Regions from separate parts of the Mus musculus genome. Here all the other regions are linked to region 2. A link is a contact called in public Hi-C data. All regions are on one chromosome and are shown on one strand. Each heading gives the region's core, a stretch centred on a gene start, on an enhancer-like site or on the middle of the called end of the contact. The rest is flanking DNA. Distances are from core to core; before and after follow the strand shown. Region 1 overlaps Gm34199 (a long non-coding RNA gene). Region 2 overlaps Klf12 (Kruppel-like factor 12). Region 3 has its middle 15 kb from the start of Gm23538.

Region 1 (3,458 bases), core at 39-2,538, 530 kb after region 2:
GTTTCTTTGTTTCTGCTTAAGACTCTGTCTGACATGGCTTCCTTTAGAGATAAAGGCCACCATCCATTTAAAGGCAGTACCTGAAGACTGAGCAGCTGCTGGCATCACGCCCTTAACTTGGTATAGATGTCACTGCCTGTTATATAAAATCCATCTTTGGGAGCTTGAGATTCACCTTCTGTTTGCTCTCTGCTATTAATCCTGAAGAATTAGATTGAAAAAGATTTTTTTAAATAACCATGCCCAATAAAGAAATGCAAATCTCAGACTTTGCTCTGGAAACAGGTTTCTACAGAATTATGTTAATGGGTTCCTGGGGTAGGATTGAAAATTCAGGCAAGCTCTGAGCCTCCGGCTCTGTGCTTATCCAGACTTGTTATGGTCAACAAACAGGTCGCTGCCTGGGCCACCTTTGTCTGAAGACAAGGATATAGCAAATAATGTCTTGAGAGGAAAATCTCAATCAGGTTCTGCAAGCTGCAGATTGACTGTCGCATGTATTTCCAAGTGACAGCGAGCTTTCTATTGCAGTTTAGCTAACTCTATTGTGTTAAAAATTTGGCTCACCTAACTTTTATTATTATCATTATCGTTATTATTATTATTACTATTACTATTATTATTATTATTATTATTATTATTATTATTATTGTTATTTTGGTAGGACTCTACAGAAAAAGAATACCACCACACACCTGGTTACTTTCGCAGTTAATAGTGCGATCTCAGAAAAACTCCTGAAGAGAAATCTTTACCCTAAGGATTCCCAGTTCTGAACTCTGTACCATAAAGATTACTCAAAACAAGTCCGTGTCATTTCAGTGAAGACAGCCCCCAACACACAGGTCATTACGGTTTCCTTCCAGTCCCAGGAATTTTCCCAGGTAACAGCCACACGGAGGTGAAATGCGATTTTAAATGTTTACATGTCTCTCTATTTTCTTCATCTTTATTATTATTTTTTCCAGGCCAGCGATGAAAGGTTATTCTCTGTAAGATTTAGCCAGTGAAACGCATAGCATAAAAATCCGAACCCTGCAGTCAGACACGGAAAGAGCAAAGGAGAAATCGGAGGTGGGGGGGGGGAGTGTGCCCCATTGGGCTGCAGCGTTTGAGTGTATGTAGGGATGATGTCATTTGTTTTTACAAAACCCGGTTTAAATTTGTTCCTGCCTTTCAAGAACTGCAGCGCGGAGCATCTGTGGAGACTTCTGCAGACTATATTTCAGGCTGTTCGAGAGTGCGCGCTGCATCAAAATCCAGCCAATAGCAGGGGGAGCCTTACCCTCCCTAGCCTCCATTTGTTCCCCTACCTGAAGCAAGGGTGTGCTGCAGCTGTGAGGTGACCGCCCAGCCCCCTCCAGCCCCCTCCTGCCCGGCTCAAACTGCAGAGGCATTAAGGCAAGCTTCACCTGGTTTAAAGGAGAACCCTGCTAATATCAAAGCTGACTTCTGGCCACCCTCACACGTTCGTTTCATGGGCAGGTAACCTCCGAGGGAAGGCATACCTGTAAAAGATGATTTGGTTTGGGTGGCTTTAAATTCAAACGGAGCAGTTTACTTTGCAGCCCCTGGTGCAATATGAGAACAATCCTAAGAAGGAAGAAGGCAGAGATCATGGGCTGCTGGCTGCTCATTGGCAGACGCAGGACCTCCGAATTCTACAGCTCTAATTACCTTTCAAAAGCAAACCCATTTCCGTGTGTATATTTGTAGAGGATGATTGGGAAGTATGCAGCGGAGAAAGATCACCAGTTCAATCACAAAAATCAATGGGTTAGATACAGAGTGGAAACCAAAGTGCCGGTTCGGCCACCATCTAAGTCCCTTTGTACTTTTTCCCTCCGGAAAGAAATACAGGCTATTGACAATACGATCAGTGTGGGCTCTTTGGTCAGAGCAGCAGAAACTGAACTCTGGTTAGTTTCTTATTGAAAGCCTATGAGGACATTTACAGAATAAAAGGAAGGCTAAAGGAACGGACTCAGACGACAGGGCCAGGCTTTGACGAAGTCTCTACAACACGCTATAGGACTGTAACTTGCTGCTGGTAGAAGGACAATCACCAGCTTCCTATTGTCTTTCTTCTCATCACACTCAAGTGGCCTGAGTCTCAGCCCAGTGTCCCTTTGTCCATGGGTTCATGCCTATAGGTTTTACAAAAGCAGTGCCCTCCATTTGCCGAATCCCAAAGTCATCTGGCGGAAGAGGAGGAGCCACAGTGCTCCCTCGTGGGATGACAGTACTGTTCCTAAAAGGATGGGGAGAGTGGACCTTCTTTCCCTTCCAGTGACACATTTACTGCTATGGATGCGGCCGCTATATATAATCTTCGTACCTGGGTTGATGATTTTTTTTTTCATTTCTGGCTCATTATTTTTCAGTACTGTGGCTGGAACCCAGGGCCTCATGCATGCTAGGCAGCACTCTACTTCGGAGCTACACCCCCAACCCTCATCTTTTAAAATTCAGTTTTGAGAGAAGAGCACTCTGGCTTTGAACTTGCAAACCTACTGCCTCTGCTTCCCAATTAGCTGTGATTACAGGGATGTGTCACCATACCAGGTTAACTCGGATTTATAACCTTGTCTGTCATGGCTACTCATTTGGGAAGGTCAAATGAACCGACAACAGGGAACAGAAGCAGTATGGATAACTGCACAAGGACAAGAGGCCTTTAGCAACCTTTGCCAAACTAAGTCTTTCTTTTTGTGTTCAGCATCTTTTGCACCAGCATCTCTTTTGTGCTTGGCGTGGTATGTGACTTGTGGACTGTTACTATGGAGTTATCATTCCCTACATTTCTACGTAGCTGAGGAGTATGCGAGTGCCCCAGTGCTCACAGTGAGAGACATAACCAACCCCTTTCTCTCTTTGGGGACTATTCTTTTCTTCTAGGGGTGTTACCCATGGGATTACCTTTGCCTCATATAAATGAATAAAGAATTAAATGATCCCAAGCCATATGTACTGGGCAATACTGTGACTTAATGACAAAAATGCCCTTTGGTGAACAGAAAGGTGAAATAGAAATATATTTTAAAAGATTAGGATCTGTTAAAAGATTGTTAAACAAAGGCAGAACAGCCATGATTGAACACCTGTTTTATGAAATATAGAAGGGCACTACAATAGATTGTTACTAGCTCATCTCATGTATTCGTCACTCTTGACAACCCACATGTCTCTAGCTGGGCTTTCAGAGATATATAACCTTCAGATTCCAAGAACCACTGACTTGATCTGCCACCTTCTAAGCCAGTGGTTTTCAACCTTACTAATACTGTGACACTTTAATATAGTTCCTCATGATGTGGTGACCCCAAAGCATAGCATTATTTTAGTTGCTGCTTTATAACTGATTTTGCTACCATTATGAGTCATAATGTAAGTATCTGACATGAAGATATCTGATATGCAACCCCTGTAATGGGTTCTTAACCTACAGGGTAAGAACC
Region 2 (3,220 bases), core at 547-3,046:
CCTGTAGTTGAAACAACTTCCTGCCATGCCTGGGAAGATCCACTTAGACTCTTATTCAAGAAGTTGTCAATTAAACATCTTTGCATTACCCTTTCTGCAAAAAAAAAAAAAATGTCAATAGACATTCAAGTTCAAGGCCAAAGGAGGATAGAGGTCATCTGAAGAGTAATTACCAAAATTAACAAACGATTAATTACCTACAAATTGTCATGAGAAGTTAAAGGTGACAACCCACTCAAATCCTGGGTTAACTAAGCCATCTTTTTAAAAAGGAGCCACTGTTTTCAAAGGAGAAATGTCGGATCCTGGGAAGTTAGATTACATATGTTATGGCAAAAACGTTTCCCAGACGATGGTGATGAAGCGGTTTAACTGCAGAGTAATTCCATCAGCATTTGTTTGTTGGTTTATTCCAGGCACCTCTGGGATTCATAACACTGCCTCAGTACACAAAACGAAACCCCCACAGCAATAAAAGAGTTACAAATATTTATAAATTAACTTGCATACTCACCAAGCAAACTTCTGGTTATTCATTCGATTTCCTCGGACCCTGGATACCGGGGATGGATGTACCCTGTCAACAGACCAGAGTAAGTCAGTCATTGAGAAAACACATTCCTCGCTGCACACAGTCTGCTTAATCAGTGAACTTTCTTAGGATTGCTTCCTTTGTTCTCCCTGTGAACTTGACCAACTCTTAATAAACAGGTGCAATTAATTAAATTCCAGGGCCTGCTTTGTTCTTTATCTCTCCCGAGGTACCAAGGTGCCACACATTAACTGCAGAACCAAGAATTTCATTGAACAGATGTACTCTTTAGCAGAAGAAACAGCTACTGAAGATGTAATTATTGCCTGGGGGGTAAGAGTGCATATAATATTCAGAGGGCGTGGTACCTGTCCTCAGTGAGCCCTCTTATGTCCGTTCCCATGGAAACTGCACAAAGAGACAATGAAGTGGCCATTCTTTGGGTCAATTTCTAAATGTAAAAGTTACAAAAACAGCAGGACTTCACCCACACATCCAGAAACAGGGTTTGTGTGGACAGGATGGGATGGGAGGAGAGACAGTTATTTCCAGGAGACAGGCTTTCTGGAATCTATGTTTGTGTTTGAGATCCGGAAGGCAAAGTGAATTCAAAGTGCTAGCCATGTAATAGACGTCAATATATAGCTTCCTAATCTTCCGGGGTTGAGTCATGCAGGGTTTGAGTTCAAAGCATCCAGGAACTACTGGTATTCTCTAACTTGGAGCCAGCGGCCCTATCCTTCTCTTCCCAGTTACCAGCTGGGAAACCCTATGGCCTACTTCAGCTGCCTTGTGGCTGCCTTCTCTCTTGCTGGCTTAGGATGCTTACCTAGGGTTCATGAGATCTAGTCATGCTTTCAGCTTGAGTCCTCTTCACCAGTCTCCACACCCACACATTACTTTTATTTACAGGGAGGGAGGAAAACAGAAGGGGAGGAAGTCAGGGAAGGATGAAGGAAAGAAACAAAATTACCTTAATTGGCCTTAAGACTCCCTTAAAACCAAAGTCTGGGGTCCCTTTGAACCCCGGCCCCTTGTTGCTGTTCAGTGAAAATCACATCAAAACAGACAGGGCATGCCAGGCCAGCCTTTTCTGCATCTTTCCCAAGCCTCGAGCTGGCCTGTACTTCCTACTTGATTCCTCGAGCATTATTAACACGCTTCTTCTCCTAGGCTTCTTGATGGTGGCTGCAGCTGAGCTGCTCAGCACAGATTTTCTGCTCTGCATGGGGGAAGGGGGTGATAATTATGCAGAAAGATGGAGGGAGGCCAGACAGCCCCTCGCTGAACTGCCTTATTCAAGCACAGCCCCACTTCCTGCTGATCTGCAGCCACAAGGATCACCTGTTGGTCTTGGCAGCTGTCCAAACTGGGGCCCTGGCGGAAATGACAGAGTCAGCGAGAATGAAAGCCGGTTTATACTCCAGCCCCTCAAGATACACATACTTATCTTTCTCATGTATGGAGATACATCCGAGGGAGACAAGAGTTACCTAGAAGGTAGCAAAAGCCATTCTGCCCTGCTTTCTTGAAATAGCATACTCACAGTGAATTTCCTCTCTAGAGCCTCGCTGACGTCTTGGTCCCAAGAGTTAAGTGTATTTTCAGAGGTCATTTGCTTCAAGGATTCAGCTCTCCACTACTCACCAAGTCCTTCAAGCCTTTATCCCCTTTACTGCAATCCTGAAGCCCAAAAGTACAGAGAAACCCTGTCGTCCTCATGGTCACCTCCAGCTGAAGTTGAATGATCACAGTATCTGGCATCATGGCTGCCCACTTCACATCTCATGGGAACATGAGGGAGGGAGGCTTGGGTTCACTACTCCGTAAGTATAAAGCCTTCTAGACATTGGTATCTTTGAGAAAAAAATTCGGTGATCCTAGACCAAATTCTATAAATACACAATTTCCATCATGGTTTGGGGGGGGGGGGCGAGAAACAAAAGCAGAAAACTGATTCTGATTATCTGTATGACCAAATAATTCTAACATTTCTTAAACTCAAACGAGGAACGGGCAAGTATCTTCTTCCTCTGAGTCTACTTCATCCAAAAATTCAGATCACAACTCTTACATGTCAGCTATCACTTAAAATTTTACTCCTTCAAAAGGACATGCACATGCCAGAGTTTGGGTGAGCTCCATTTTAAATGGCAGCCCCTCTGCTATCTGCCTTTTCCCCACATACAGCAGCCAGGCAGGTAGCAGAGTCAAAAACCCAGTAGCACAAACTACCGTCTAATCTGCATGTCATGCATTATTCATGATCCCCTGATTTCTGCACCTGCATCTAGGCAGGAAGCTTGCTGGGCACGTTCATTATTCTTCTTGGAGCCTCACACAGGCTCCATTACTCCTGAGCCACTTTGTTCTGTAACTAAGGGTTTCAGGCCTTAGTGCTAACTGCTGGATATGAAAAGAAAAGGGACACTCCAGGCAGAAGCGAGGGAATGATCTTGGTGTTGTGTAACACAGCGGATCTGACAATGCACTCTACAGATACTGATTGCTATGTGGGATATTACTGCTCACGCGGGGTGATTTACATCACACAGAAGAGGCCCGGCGCACCACCAGGGCCCTGTACACCAGTTGTTCTATTTATACACACTGACTCATCTGGGGCTCCAGGCATGTTACGATTTCACTTGATTCTGAGCTTTTCTTCTTTTTCACTTTCTTGCTATG
Region 3 (3,206 bases), core at 536-3,035, 830 kb after region 2:
ATTTCCATTTTTAGATCCTGGATGATTTTGTTCACCTGTTTGGTTGTATTTTCCTGTAATTCTTTAAAGAATTTTTGTGTTTCCTCTTTAAGGACTTCTAGTTGCTTACCTGTGTTCTGTATTTCTTCAAGGGAGTTATTTATGTGCTTCTTCAATTCCTCTATCATCATCATGAGATGTAGTTTTAAATCAGAGTCTTGCTTTTCTGGTGTGTTGGGGTATCCAGGACTCACTGTGGTGGGAGAACTGGATTCTGAAGATGCCAAGTAGCCTTTAATTCTGTTGCTTATGTTCTTGTCCTTGCCTCTCACCATCTGGTTATCTCTGGTGTTACCTGGTTTTGCTGTTTCTGACTGTGGCTTGTCCCTCCTGTAAGCCTGTGTGTCAGTACTCCTAGAAGACCACTTCTCTCCAGGAGGAATTTGGGTATGGAGAGCTATGGCACAGGGTCAGTTCTCGGATGCAGACAGAAACCAGAAGAATCCTATCCCTAGATGTTCCTTGGTTCCTGTGTCCTGATGGCTCTGGGTGGGTTCTTCTTGGGCCAGGAATTTGAGCATTAGTGGTGGTCTTACCTGTGCTCACAGGTACATTGGCTCTCCTTGGAGACCCGCTCTCTCTGATGGCATTTGGATATGGAGCACTGTGCCACAGGATCAGCTCCCAGCACAGCCAGAAACCAGATGAAGGTGTTTTTTTAATTTTAAAAAATTGTCACTGACTTTGCTTAAAAGAGGCACTAATGCCATAAGTACATATGATGTCTTCCCAGTCTCTACCTCTAGAGAAAATCTCTTATAGATATCAACTATCAATAAAAAAGGCAATGGCCAATTCGCTGAGGCAGAAAATAGGAACTGGTTCACTGGCAGGAAGAAAGAGGATTCTGGGGAATATTGAGATAGAAAGAGATTTAGGGCTAGCTGAAGTGAACCAGCAGTTTAGAAGATCTCAGAAAGATACTAAGGGAGATGCTGAGGAGATGAGTAGAAAGTGTCCCAGCACAGAAAGAAAGGTAGCTAACCAAATGGTAGTCAGAATAATTTAAATCAGTTAAATAAATTAAAAGCTAGTCTGGGAATGAGCCAAAGCTTATGGCCTATATTAAATAATAAATGCCTCGTCATTCCAGGACCCAGGGCTGGGGAAGGAAAAACAGATATAATTACAAATAGTGCCCCATGTTAGGCCACAAGCTTCGACTCATTCCCTGACTAGCCAAATTTATTTAATCCTTTGAAATTATTCTATGTCTACCATGTGTTTAGTTACCTCGCCTTCATTCCTGGCTACTGCTTCTTTCATGCCTCCTCAGCTTCTCCTTGCTGGTTTATGTCTAATTTTTTCAGTTTGTCTCCCTACCAGTCTCCTTTTATTCTTGTGCTATTTTCCAGAATCTTCTCTTCCTTACAGTGTCTCACCTCCTATTTCCTGCCCGTTGGCGTCAGCTTTTTTATTGACAGGTGGTGCTTATAGGAGATTCTCTCTACACCTACATAATTTCCAGGTTCTAAACTGACAAAGTCATAAGGATCTTTGTAAGAGGAAAGGGGAAAATAGAAACTGTTAGATGTTTCTAATGAAATGTTTCAACAAAATAATTTTAAAGATTAATAAAACAGATTCTACACGTCTTTGCTTCTCAAGATCTATTTGAGGATGAGGATGCCAGAATCAACCCAGCCCTTGTTAAAGACACTGATTGCCAGCCCTCACTCCAGATCATTCTATGGGAGCCTGCACTTGAGCAAGTCTGCAGGTGCTTGTAATGAATGCAGCAGCAGGGAACAACCTCCACAGAAATGCAAATCACTGTGAAACTTGGTCCAATAAATTGTAACTTCATCCAGTGCAGGACGCTGCAACTGTGACTGCTTACAGGAACTATTATGATAGTAGCTGAGAAGTGATCAAATCCGAGATTGTTTAGCACAAATAACATAGATGAGTTATGTGTAAGTGGAAATACAATTTCTATGGTAACCTAAGTTTCCTGGTGTCTAGGATTAGGAAGTTGAAAGGTGATCAGTAATAGTTGCTAGGGGACAGTGATAGCTTATGAAATGGATGAAATCCTTTGCCAAATGGCAAATGAGCAGATAGCTACAATTTGGCACCAAACTGAGATTCCTGCTGCTTTTTCAATGATGGCGATAAAGTGCTTGCTATCAATTTTGAAACTGCTGTGACATGATAAAATATAAAAAGTAATCTCAATGTCTGGGTGAAAAATAGTCTTCTAAATGTCCATCTTTGTAACAGAATACTAACAATCTTCTGATTCTTAGCTGATAACATGAAATTTCCAATTATGATGTACATTGTGAACACAACAAAACAATATTCTGCATAGAAAAAAACATTTAAAATAACTTAGGATCTTTAAAAGACTATTTAGAGCTTAAAGTTTGTGTAAGTCTAATATCTGTCATCTATTATCTATCTGTCTATCCTTCTATCATTTATTACCTATGTACCTATCAGTCATCTATCAATCATTTATCTATGATTTCTCTCTCTCTCATCCATCCATACATATATCTATCTACGTATTTATGTCTTCTCTCTTCTATCTATCTATCTATCTATCTATCTATCTATCTATCATCTATCTATCTATCCATCCATCCATCCATCCATCCATCTATCTCATCCATCCATCCATCCATCCATCCATCCATCCATCCATCTATCTATCTATCTATCTATCTATCTATCTATCTATCTATCTATCTATCATCTATCTTTCATCTATCCATTTATCTATGTATCATCAATTTATCTAGCTATCATTTATCTGTCAGTCTGTCATCTGTCATCTATCTATCTATGTATGATCTATCTATCTAATCATGGATATCAACTTGGTAAAATTTAAGATCACCATGAAGACATAACTCTGGGAAGTTTATGAGAGTGTATTCAGAAGGGTTTAAAGGAAAAGGGAAGACCCAGTTTGAATGTACTTCCTGATTGTGGACATAATGTGCTCTATGAGCTGCATTGAGATGAGTATCTTCTCTGCTATGAATGACTACTCCATCCAACTGTGACCCAGGGTAAAGACTTCCTTCCTTAAGCTGGGTTTGCTGGGTATTTTGTCAAGTCAAGAAGACAAGTAACTGACTCACTGTGTAGCACTGGAAATTAAGATCTAAGTCTAAGTAAAATGAATCTCAAATAGGTTGCAACTGTTGTACCACCAG

Evidence for each region. A called contact is a pair of places that touch in the nucleus more often than the background predicts.
Region 1: a contact with region 2 is called in a Hi-C map of cortical neurons, with 2.4 times the contacts expected there. The contact joins two enhancer-like sites. A contact is called at or near these places in 22 of 484 Hi-C or Micro-C datasets (cerebellum, cerebral cortex, cochlea and 15 more), 11 of 115 datasets of contacts at active chromatin or transcription factors (VIP interneurons, astrocytes, cardiomyocytes and 6 more) and 1 of 9 other capture datasets (embryonic stem cells).
Region 3: a Hi-C map of neural progenitor cells shows a contact between it and region 2, with 9 times the contacts expected there. The contact joins two enhancer-like sites. A contact is called at or near these places in 5 of 39 promoter capture datasets (cranial neural crest, frontonasal cranial neural crest, liver and 2 more), 7 of 484 Hi-C or Micro-C datasets (embryonic stem cells, liver, neural progenitor cells and 2 more), 3 of 115 datasets of contacts at active chromatin or transcription factors (embryonic basal ganglia, embryonic stem cells and stem cell-derived epiblast-like cells) and 1 of 9 other capture datasets (embryonic stem cells).

Annotation. Positions count from the first base shown.
Region 1 is chr14:100,476,568-100,480,025 of GRCm38.p6, forward strand. All of the region lies in intron 5 of Gm34199 (a long non-coding RNA gene), which reads left to right. Among named protein-coding and RNA genes, the nearest start is that of Gm26367, 60 kb to the left of the region's middle. Within about 2 kb of position 1,289, at least 79 of the 459 cell types and tissues checked have an H3K27ac peak or open chromatin away from gene starts, as enhancers often do. A contact at or near this core is called in VIP interneurons, cerebral cortex, cortical neurons and 3 more, where this site is marked.
Region 2 is chr14:99,941,520-99,944,739 of GRCm38.p6, forward strand. Klf12 (Kruppel-like factor 12) reads right to left here. Exons shown (of 7, transcript NM_010636.3): 5 at 515-577. Among named protein-coding and RNA genes, the nearest start is that of Gm22970, 170 kb to the left of the region's middle. Within about 2 kb of position 1,797, at least 123 of the 459 cell types and tissues checked have an H3K27ac peak or open chromatin away from gene starts, as enhancers often do. A contact at or near this core is called in VIP interneurons, cerebral cortex, cortical neurons and 4 more, where this site is marked.
Region 3 is chr14:100,773,871-100,777,076 of GRCm38.p6, forward strand. No RefSeq gene overlaps it. Among named protein-coding and RNA genes, the nearest start is that of Gm23538, 15 kb to the left of the region's middle. Within about 2 kb of position 1,786, at least 2 of the 459 cell types and tissues checked have an H3K27ac peak or open chromatin away from gene starts, as enhancers often do. A contact at or near this core is called in neural progenitor cells, where this site is marked.